Regions from separate parts of the Mus musculus genome. Here region 1 is linked to region 2. A link is a contact called in public targeted proximity ligation data. All regions are on one chromosome and are shown on one strand. The core of a region is the stretch at or near the end of the contact, and the rest is flanking DNA. Distances in the headings are between cores, read along the strand shown.

Region 1 (5,871 bases), core at 989-3,488, 280 kb after region 2:
CATGCTTAACCCTGTAGCCCGGGAAGAATGTTTCAAGTGTAAAACATTTATAGTTAACCTGGAAATGCCACTGGGAGTTAGAACCAAATAACAGGAGATCTGTTGGATTTTGTTTTCTCCCCGCCCCTCGTGCCTGGTATCATGTGTCCTAGGCTTGGGATGTTCATATTACTTAACTAGTTAATTCCTAACAATCCTTGATGATACAGATCAAACATTTGCTCTGGTTTCCCCATCACATTCTAAGACAGTTTCTTTTAAAGCACCTGATGTAGTTGTAATTCTGTAAATGTTTTCTGACATGGCTGTTGCCCTATTAGAATTTGTCCTTAAGAGTCTTTGTGCTCACTCTTCTCACCTACTGTCTCTACCACCCTCAAAAACAGTGCACTGCAAATTTCCAACGAATGTTTGCAAAACCAACACATACAAGTGCCCCACGGAGGGCTAAGAATTGTTGGTAACTAGCAAAAGCAACATGACACTGTGAGGTGTGGTAGAAAAATCGGATCCAGGGGGTTAGACTTATCTGAAGGAGCAATGAAAATTGACAAAGCCCATTAGAATCTGACGTCCAGCTAGGGAAGTATGCTAGTACACTCCTATAGTTTCAGCATTGGAAAGAGGCCAAGGCAGCCTGGCCTACATAGAAATTTTGTTTAAAAACAAAACATAAATTCCAGCCTGGGAAGGTCTCTATTTTATTCTTTTCTTTCATATTTACATTTCTTTCTTCATTTTTCCTTCTGGCCTTGTATCTACTTATCTATTCAAATCTACTTATCTTATCTACTATCTTATCCAAACTAGTTCTTCTCAAATTTGATTATTTTGTTTGGGGGAGAAGTGTGTGTGTGTATGAAAGAAGTCAGAGGCAGGGTAGTGGTAGGAGATATAAATTCTGTATCAAGATCGAAAAACACTAAGGTTGTCAAGCTAGTGTTCCAAAAATCCTTCTAATTAAGTGCAATAGCTGAAAATATGATCACAGAAAAGCTAAGGTAACAAAACTTCTTCAACTGATTTTAAATCCCGGTTCCATTTACTTTTCTTCCCCCCCCCCCCCCGAGACAGGGTTTCTCTGTGTAGTCCTGACTGTCCTGGAACTCACTCTGTAGACCAGGCTGGCCTCGAACTCAGAAATCCGCCTGCCACTGCCTCCCAAGTGCTGGGATTAAAGGCATGTGCCACTATCCGGCTTTTTTGTTTTTTAAAAGATTTATATGAGTACACTGTTGCTGTCCTCAGACACACCAGAAGAGGGCGTTGGATCACTTTACAGATGGTTGTTAACCACCATGTGGTTTGCTGGGAATTGAACTCAGGACCTCTGGAAGAGGTCAGTGTTCTTAACCACTAAGCCATCTCTCCAACCCTCCATTTACGTTTGTGCCCATTACTTATTTAGAATGTATTAAATGGGACGGTAGCAATACCTACTTTAAAGGGTTCTTAGCACCAGTCAGACAATCCATTTTATAAAGGTAGTGCCAGCGGAAGCATAAGGTAAATGCTCAATTTACGTTAGCATTATTTTTATTCAAAGTGAAAGTCTAGCCTCAATAGTAAATTCTCGTCATATGAATGTATTAGTAAATTAGCCCTGCACTCAGAGGGTTACTTTAGGGAAGCGGAGAAGGACACATGGGCACTTACATTTTGGGGCACTGCACAGTGCCTCTCAGCGGTAGCTGATTTATGCTTTCAGAAACATCAAAAAGGGGGTATAAAAAGATGAAGGATATGCTCCTAAAATGTATTTTGAGGAAAACGTGTTTCATCCAAGAGGGCCGTCATCGACAAGAAGAATCACTTAAAGAGGGGAGTTAACTTGGTCCCAGGTCGCAAGTCCTTTCTGCCCCGGGGAATGACAGGACTCTGAGGTGTAATAGGAGGAATAGTTTGCCATTCCTCCGCTCCTGGGGGCATCGCGGGAGGCAGTGCGGAGACAGCGGCCTCAGCAAGGCTCGTCATCATGCGGGTCTAGGACGGAACCTGAGACCTGAGTACCGAACAGGTATCGTTAGGGTCAAACCTAATATGGCCCCGAGAAACTCCCAGCTAGGTAGCCCACGAGCGTTGCTACTGCCCCATCGGTCGCCCGGAGCACCGAGTCCCGCCCCCCAGACTTGAAAGCCTTTTCCGGAGGCGGGGGCGAAACTCGGCCGCGAGCGGGTCCAGCCCCCAGGGCTCGCCGGAAGCCCCGCCCACTCCCAGGGTTCAGCGCGGCGCCGAGCCGCCATTGTTTGAATTTGAAAACCGGGAGGAAGTGGAATTCTGCAGGTGGGGAGGCGTGCAGGGACCAGCGATTGCAGTAAGTGAGGAGCTGACGATTTTGGGGGCTCCGAGGGTGGCTGCTTGCACAGAGGGCACGAAGCTGCGACGCCTCGGCCGTGTCAGCGTTGTCGGGGCTCGTGATGCCCGTAGTCTAGGTGCGGGGCTGCTGAAGGTGGGGCTGAGCTTCAGGGAGTTAAGCGAGTTAAGCCTTGAGGCGGAAGACTTCGGTCTGTCTAGGCCTCGGTTTCCTGGTCCGGTAAAGGAGGTACACTTTAGATTCACAGACACTAGTTTTATTAGACACAAAAAGATTTGCCACGTCTGGTTGCCTGAATTCGGGAGGTGAGCAGTTGTTTTGTCACGTGACAAGATCTCTTTCTAGGTTGAGTCCAGTGGGGGCTTTTTTTAAAAAAAAATGTCACATTACTTTGTGGCTAGAAAAGAAGCATATTTGGGTTTTATGTGTATATAAAGGAAATTGAAGTGAGTCAGTTTTAGTCCAGTACTACTTCCGTTGGTCTGTATTTTGAGCCTGTCGTGAAGAGTAAACAAATTTAGATGATTGTCTTTCTACTTAAATAGGGAATCCCGGTGCTAGGTGCTTTAGACTGTTAAATCTGTTTCTTTGAAAAATTAGGAGAGAGGCGACCTTTTCTCTCTGGTATTGTGCATCTGGTAGATGCTTGCTTTCTTTCTTTCTTTTTATTTTTCGAGACAGGGTTTCTCTGTGTAGCCCTGGCTGTCCAGGAACTCACTCTGTAGACCAGGCTGGCCTCGAACTCTGAAATCCGCCTGCCTCTGCCTCTCAAATGCTAGGATTAAAGGCGTGAGCCACTACTGCCCGGCGTGATAGATTCTTAGAAAAAAATTTTTTTAAAGATTTATTTATTTATTATATGTGTGTACACTGTAGCTGTCTTCAAATACTCCAGAAGAGGGCATCAGATTTTTGTGACAGATGGTTGTGAGCCACCATGTGGTTGCTGGGATTTGAACTCAGGACCTTTGGAGGAGCAGTCGGTGCTCTCAACCGCTGAGCCATCTCACCAGCCCCCTTAGAAAATTTTAAATGTTAATTTTTTGGGGGGTGGAGGGTTAGGTTTATCCTATAGGGATTTGATGTGCAATTCAGATTTAATAGTTCAGTGATGGCATTATTCCATATTCACATTCAACCTTGTGATGTGTCAGTTAGTGATTTTCATTGTCGTCATCATCATTATTATTGGAGATTCTGGCTGTGGTACCTCAGGTACCCAGAGTTGCATCCTACTGGGCTAGGACCCAATTCTCTTATTTTAAATGTAAAGTTTATATGCATTATTTCACTTTTTTACTTATAATCGGAAAATAAATAGGAATTTATTTTGCAAATAACCGAGTTTTAGTCCTAAATGTTAAAATTTGGTTTGCAACAATTTTCTGGGAGATACTAAGTAACGAGACTAGCAGAAGATCTTAAGTCATCCCTGCTGTCTCTGCTGTTTGACATGTGAGAGGAGGGTATCAGGCCAAGTGAACAGTTCATATTTTTTTCTTTTGCTAATTGCATTGTTCATGACATGTCTTTGGGTAAATCTACCTAAAAAATTGGATTATGGGCTGGAGAGATGGCTCAGTGGTTAAGAGCACTGAGTACTCTTTCAGAGGTCCTGAGTTCAATTCCCAGCAACCTTCTGTAATGTGATCTCATGCCCTCTTCTGGTGTGTTTGAAGACAGCAACAGTGTACTCATATACATAAAATGAAAAAAATAAATCTTAATAAAATTGGATCACACAAATTATTTTTTATGTTAATTAATTGGTTAATTTGAGACAGGCCCTCACTATATGGATCGGGCTATCTTCAAACTCACAGATTTACCTACTTTTTGCAGACGGGGTGGGTGGTCTGAGCTCATGCTGTCCTATCGAGCTTACTTTTGTTTATTTTGTTTTCCTTTGAGACAAGGTCTTTGGCTTAGATTGTTCTTGGACACCCTATGTAGCTAAGATGACCTGGAACTTGGTGATTTTCCAGGTCAACCTCCCTACGTGTTGGGAGTATAGAGAGCCATGCCATCATACCCCGTGTATGCCTGGGATGGAACCCAGAGTGTTGTGCATGGTAGTCTGTCAGCTCAACTGCATCCAAGTTCCCAGGAGTTCCAAGTAGACTTAACATTGTAGGCGGCTTGCGTGCTGATTTATTAAGGCTGCTTACAGAGGTTGCTTTTCTTCTCGCAGGATGGAATCTCACTTGAATCCAGATGGAGTGCCTAGACCGTCTTACGTTTTTAGTGCTGACCCAATTGCAAGGCCTTTGGAAATCAATTTTGATGGTGTTAAGCTTGATCTCTCTCATGAGTTTTCCTTAGTCGCCTCAAACCCTGCGGTAAGTACAACGTAAGAAAAACACTTGATTATTGTGCGCCAAGGAATCACGGTGCTAGGTACTTTAGATTGTTAAATCCGCTTCTTTGAAAAATTAGGAGAGAGGTGGCCTTTTCTTTCTGGTATTGTGCATCTGGTAGATTATTTTTGTTTGTTTGTTTGTTTGTTTTTTCAAGACAGGGTTTCTCTGTGTAGCCCTGGCTGTCCTGGCACTTTGTAGACCAGGCTGGCCTCGAACTCAGAAATCCACCTGCCTCTGCCTCCCGAGTGCTGGGATTAAAGGCGTGCACCACTACTGTCTGGCTAGAATCACCTTATTTTAATTAATTTAGAAATAGAATATCACACAGCTGGTTTAAAGAAGCCACTGGAACACTCACCTAATCCCAAACTCTACCTCTCTGTGACTTTTATCCAGTTAGGAGAAAGTTTATTTTCATTTCTGAGGCAGGGTCTCTCTTTGTAGCTCTCCCTCATCCTCCCCTTCAGTCTCGGCATCCCTGGCGCCCTGGGCTTTGCTGTTTCTGAGAAGGATCTGTAGCTATATCTATGTCTCTATGTCTCTGTCTATCACTTAATCTGGGTCTGCTCAGGAACTTGTATGTGCCTGAGAATGACCATGAATTCCTGAACCTCCGACTAAAATTACATACTGAGGTCTCACAAGTGAGTTCCCTCTCACTTCTCCTCACCTATGGACATTAAAAGCGTCTCATATTTATCTGTTTTTTTTTTTTTTAAGAAATCTGAATTATCTTGATAAAATCCATGGCCTGTATATGTTAGGCAATCTCTTTACCACTGAACTGTATCTCTAAGATCTTTTAAGTTGCCCACTCTAGTCTTGAACTTGCGTATGTTTTGTAGGCTTCCATTTTTGATCTTCCTGCTTTACCTTCAGAGTATCTGGGATTATAGCTGTGTGACAGCATACCTGCCACACTCAGATTTAGTTTTGGTTTTGTTTGTTTATTACGCATGTATCAGTGTTTTGCCTCTGTGTGTGTGTGTGTGTGTGTGTGTGTGTGTGTGTGTGTATGTGTATGTATCATGTTTTTCTGATGCCTTAGGGAGTCAGAAGAAGATGTCAGATTCTGGAATTACAGTTACAGATGGTAGTGAGCTGTCTGATATTGATGCTGGAATTGATCTCAGGTCTTCTTCTTCTTCTTCTTCTTCTTCTTCTTCTTCTTCTTCTTCTTCTTCTTCTTCTTCTTTT
Region 2 (5,669 bases), core at 2,453-4,952:
CGCTAAAAATCCACAAATCCTTCAACCAAAAATGTGTACAGCTTCCATGTGTAATCTTTCGTTGTTGGCTTAGTCCCTGGGAGCTCTGGGGGCTGGGAGGGTGTGTGTCTGGTTGGTTGATATTGTTGTTCTTTCTATGAGGTTGCAAACCCCTTCAGCTCCTTCACTCCTTCCCTAACTCCTCTACTGGGGTCCCCAGTGCTCTGTCTGATGGCTGGCTGTAAGCATCCACATCTGTATTGATAAGGCTCTGGCAGAGCCTCTCAGGAGACAATTATATCAGGCTCCTGTCAGCAAGCACTTCTTGGCATCAACAATAGAGTCTGGGTTTGGTAGCTGCATATAGGATGGATCCCCAGGTGGGGCAGTCTCTGGATGTCCTTTCCTTCAGTCTCTACTCCATTCCTTGTCCCTGTATTTCCTTTAGACAGGAGCAATTCTGGGTTAATATTTTTGAGATGGGTGAGTGGCCCCATCCCTCAACTGGGGGTTGTGCCTACCCTCAGAATATGGTCTCTACAGGTTCTCTCTCCTCTTTGTTGGGTATTTCAGCTAATGTCATCCCCAATGGAGCCTGGGAGTCTCTTGCTTTCCTGGCATCTGGGACATGCTGGTAGCTATCCCCAGTCCCCCATCCTCCATTGCTATATGCCTCTGTTCAATTTTCTGACTCTCTGTACATTTCCCCCATCTCTTCCCACACCTGATCTCCCTGCTTTTCCCCCTCCATGGAGGGACCCATGACTCCAGTTGCATATGTAGCAGAGGATGGCCTTATCTGGAATCATTGAGAGGGAAGGCCCTGTTCCTGTGAAAGTTAGATACCCCAGCGTAGGAGAATGCCAGTGCGGTGAGGGGAAACCAGAAAGGGGGATAACATTTGAAATGTAAATAAATAAAATAACCAATAAAAATTTTTAAACAAGTATTAGCTAAACCAGGGGAAAAAATGTGTCCTGCCTACAAGATGTGCAGGAATAGAGATGGAGCAGAGATGAAGGGAAGAGCCAACCAATGTCTGGGCCAATTTAAGACCCATCCTATGGAAGAGAGCCAATCCCTGACACTATTAATGATACTCTGTTATGTTTTCACACAGGAACCTAGCAGAACTGTCTCCTGAGAGGCTTCATCCAGCAGCTGAGAGAAACTGATGCAGAGAACACAGCCAAACATCAGGTGGATTTTGGGGAGTCCTGTGGAAGAGTGAGGGAAGGATTGAGCAAGCTGGAGGGATCAAGGTTATCACAAGAAGACCAAAAGGAAAGAAGAAGGAGGAGGAGGAGGTGAAGGAGGAGAAGGAGGAGGAGGAGGAGGAGGAGGAGGAGGAGGAGGAGGAGGAGGAGGAGGAGGAGGAGGAGAAGGAGAAGGAGAAGGAGAAGGAGAAGGAGAAGGAGAAGGAGAAGGAGAAGGAGAAGGAGAAGGAGAAGGAGAAGGAGAAGGAGAAGGAGAAGGAGAAGGAGAAGGAGAAGGAGAAGGAGAAGGAGAAGGAGAAGGAGAAGGAGAAGGAGAAGGAGAAGGAGAAGGAGAAGGAGAAGGAAGAAGAAGAAGAAGAAGAAGAAGAAGAAGAAGAAGAAGAAGAAGAAGAAGAAGAAGAAGAAGAAGAAGAAGACGGTCAACTAACCTGGGTCCATGGGAGCTCACAGAGACAGAACCACCAACCAATGAGCATGCAGGGGCTGGACCTAGGCCCCATACACATTTGTAGCAGATGTGCCACATGATCTTCATGTGGGTCCCCTAAAAGTTGGAGCGAGGGCTGTCTCTACCTTTGTTACTCCCTTTCAGTCTCTTTTTGCTAGCTGGGCTGCCTTGTCTGGCCTCTGTGGGAGAGGAAGCTCTGAGTCCTGCTGCAACTTGATGGGCTGGGGGTGGGGGTGGGTGGTAGTACCCATGGGACATAGGGGCCTTCCCTTGTCAGAGGAGACAGGGAAGAAGGAATAGCCATGGAGGGTGTGATGGTGGAACTGGGCAGCAGTCAGAATGTAAAACAAACAAACAAGCAAACAAACAAACAAAAAGAAAGAAAAAATGAAAAACAAAAGAGAAAAAGGCAATTTTGAGTTAAGAGCCTTATTAACACAATCCTTTCAACCCTGTCCATTTTTAAGTGTTTTAATATTATATTTCAGTGAAGTGTGTAGCCGGTATGTGTATGGGTGAGTGTGTATGTGTGTAACTGTGTTTTTGTTAGTGTGTCTGTGGGGGTGGTGTTATGACATTCGTGTGAAGTCATGTTAGAACACTCTAGATTTAGTTCTTCTCTGCCAGCACGGAGTCAGGGGACTGAACCCAGGAGTCAGGCTTGATAGCAAACACTTTAACTCTCTAACATATACCTAGTTATCTGACTGACACATAACTCTAGGTTCTCTAAAATTAAACTTTACTGGAGAAAGTGACCAGAGGGCCAACTCCTGTCTTGGTGTCAGCTGATGGGGGGGGGGGGTTAGGGCTGTACCTACCTGGTCAAAGATAACTCTCAGGAGAGGCTAGCACTATATCAAGGAGATGGGATTAGATGTTTAACTTCTTTCAATATTTTTAATATATGGAGGTGAGAAGGATGAGCTGAATTTGAGGACCTAGACATCAAAGGTCAGGATAAGGAACTAGACAGCAATAAAGGCTGAGATTACAGGTTAACCAAGACAACAGACTAAAGTATTTGACCTCAACCTGAAACAGTGTGAGCCCCACTGTCTGTAGTTCCCTAGATTGCTATTAGCCCTTAAAATGGTATTTATTTTACGTGTATGAACACACTGTAGTTGTCTTCAGACACACCAGAAGAGGGCATTTAATCCTATTACAGATACTTGTGAGCCACCATGTGGTTGCTGGGAACTGAACTCAAGACCTCTAGAAGAGCAGTGAGTGCTCTTAACCACTGACCCATCTAGTAGCCTTGCTATTAGTGGGATAGCATCAAGGCTCTGAATAACCATCACCCTTTAGGGATTCCATGTTTGGTTCTTGTTAACATGACTATGATTGGTGGAAAGAACCCTTTAGAGTCACCTCAGGAGAAGTTAACACAAAGCATGGCTCTACAGCTCTCTGGGCAATGGGAAACTGTCCTGGTTTATAAAGACTGTATTCCTAAGGCTTCGGATAGGCTGGGAAGCTATGGACCAGTCAATGCAGGTGAATAATGACATCTGTGGAAGATGCTAAGGATAGACACACAACAAACCAGCTAGTATCTTCTTCCACTTCCACAATGCATGAGAACTCACTCTTCCAGTCCCAAACTTTCCCTTTGCCATCCTAAGACCCCCTAGTGCCACATGGGAAAGTCTCACTTCCAAGGAGGAACTGCAGACCTTCAGTTGCTTGGAAGAAAGAACAACACTGCTTCTGAAGATGCCAGTCTGCTTTCCATTTTATCTGTATCACCTCCATCAGCCCCTACCTAACAGATAAGAGTCTCTGGGTGGCAGGGATGTCTCACTCTCTCTCTCTGGACAGCAGTCTGGATCCGACATGTCTGTATCCGTTTCAGAGCCTTCTCCTCATCGATTTCAGTGGAGAATGCAGTAGGGCAAACCCCACAGTGCCCCACAGTGCGTCTCCCTGGATAAACTGCAGGCTTCAGTTTCACTTTCCAGTCTCAGTTTCAGTTTCTCACTGCTGACTGAAAAGAGCACACCCCCTAGCTCACCCAGCCCTTTAAAAAAAACCTGAGCTTCCAGTTGGTGTGACAGTCTGCAAGAGAGCAGAGAGTCAAGGCAGGTTTCTGAGGAGTTCTGCTCTGCTGAAAACCCAGAGAACAGCTACCACCTTTACAGCAACCATGGGGTAAGGATTTCCCTGTTCTCCACTCTGAGGGAACCCAGGACACAGACGTTTGCTAGTGGCTGTTTCTGAGTGTGCCTCTAGCTTCTCTTTCTACTGCTGATGGGGAACAAGGATGCTAATTGTCCTGAGGGTCCAGGGAGTTTGCTTAATGCCCCCACTAAGCTGTGTGCCTGGTGCTGGATGTGTGACTGGAAGCTTGTTTTGATTTTTAAGGCTGTCTCACAGCATGTAGTAGGACGTACCTGGGAGAGAATTTAGTGCATGCTCGGCTCACAAACAAAGATGATTACCAAACAGGCCCTCTGGAATGGAATAAAGGACCACCAGTGCCCACTTGGTGCTCCAAAAGTGAGCAGCAGGTTAGAGTATGCTCCTTCTGATCTTCTGAGGACATAGTCCTTAGAATGTTCCAGCATGTCCTCAGAATCTTCCAGCCTATCCCTCAATGGACCTCTTGAAATGCTGTTCAAGCTTTCTGTTCCAGGCGCATTCATTCCCATCCCTGGCTGGCTAAACAAATAGCCAGGGCAACACCTCTCTCTCTCTCTCTCTCTCTCCCTCCCTCCCTCTCTCCCTCCCTCCCTCCCCGCGCCCCCCCCCCCCCCAGGATTAAGAAACAAAAATGTGTCAATTCTATTCTCTCTGACAAGAGGTATTAAAACCTTTTGGCCAAGAAACTAAATATATATGAATAAATATATATGAATATATGTTATATAAAGCCATGTCAGGAAGTTTGATAAGGTAGAGCAAGTAGAGACCCAGAGACTCGGTGGGCACACAACTGAGGCTTAGGGTATGGTGGGTAAAAGTTCTATACCTGAGTCAAGGGCCCCACACATCACCAGGAAGATAATGTGATTGATACAGTACCACCAACCAGTGGTTCCAGATTTAATAGATGGTGCATGGGGCACTACATCACACCCTGAGCCTGAGTATGGAGATATGGAACATCTGTGTTTTGCAACTGTTCAGAGGAATAGAGCATATAACTAACAAGAAAAAAGGCTCTCCTGCCTACCTCTGAGACCTAGGGAATCAGGTCACCTCTGATCCCTTGAGCCTGTGGGCCCCCTACTCCTATTGCCCTTCTGAAGTCAATTGGTCCAGAAGGTAAGAAGAAGTTTGGTAAGGTAGAGCAGATGCTATGCATAGGTGCATGTACCTCCACCTCAAGACAGAGAGCCCAGAAGGATCCTTGTGAGCCTCCCAGTCAAGGCAGACCTTCCTGGGCTACTGCTGTCCAGTTTTCAGAGTCCTCTGAGCTGTCCTGACAAAATCTTTATTTCCCATAAGGTGCAGGTACAATCTCTAATTCCAACTGTGGGATGCTGTAGCCAGGGAAAGCAAAGTAAAGCCAGATTGAATCTGATGCCCCTGGGTCAGGATTAATCTATTCCTACAGAAGCTTGTCCAGCATCTTAAAGTGCTCTGGAAAAGAAGGAGTAACTATGAATTTGGTTATGAGAGAGAGAGTGAGAGAGAGAGAGACAGACACAGACACAGACACAGACACAGAAATAGGGAAAGACAGATGATGGGGTCTCTGAGAATGCTGTGGCCAACAGAGCAATGGTCTCTATGAAGTAAGAAGGAAATCTGGTTGAATATAATTTAGCCAATGTCGGTTCAAACTTCTAGAATCTAACCTGGCACTGTTTGTTGTAAATATATTTCAGCACAATAAAATATAGCAAAATGTTTCCTGGTGTAATACAATCCTCTGTGTACACGGAGGTATCATGAGGTATAATTACACTGAAACTCAATTCAAAGTACATGTGACTTCTCTCAAGAGGATTAATTCCAGAGATAGGCTTCATACGTTAGCTGAAGGGCCCAGGGAAAAATCTGGTATGGTGTAA

What was found.
Region 1: a contact with region 2 is called in a targeted proximity ligation map of memory CD8 T cells, with 8 read pairs. A contact is called at or near these places in 22 of 39 promoter capture datasets (the 3T3-L1 cell line, 3T3-L1-derived adipocytes, the C10 cell line and 14 more), 2 of 484 Hi-C or Micro-C datasets (both in the G1E-ER4 cell line), 1 of 130 datasets of targeted methods (memory CD8 T cells) and 3 of 9 other capture datasets (liver, macrophages and pancreatic islet).

The regions. Positions count from the first base shown.
Region 1 is chr19:34,920,120-34,925,990 of GRCm38.p6, forward strand. Kif20b (kinesin family member 20B) reads left to right here and starts at 2,239. Exons shown (of 32, transcript NM_001362434.1): 1 at 2,239-2,314; 2 at 4,506-4,653. The coding sequence starts at 4,507.
Region 2 is chr19:34,637,187-34,642,855 of GRCm38.p6, forward strand. It overlaps Ifit1 (interferon-induced protein with tetratricopeptide repeats 1), which reads left to right and starts at 3,703. Exons shown (of 2, transcript NM_008331.3): 1 at 3,703-3,801. The coding sequence starts at 3,797. It also overlaps a transcript of Ifit1bl1 not described here and a transcript of Ifit1bl2 not described here.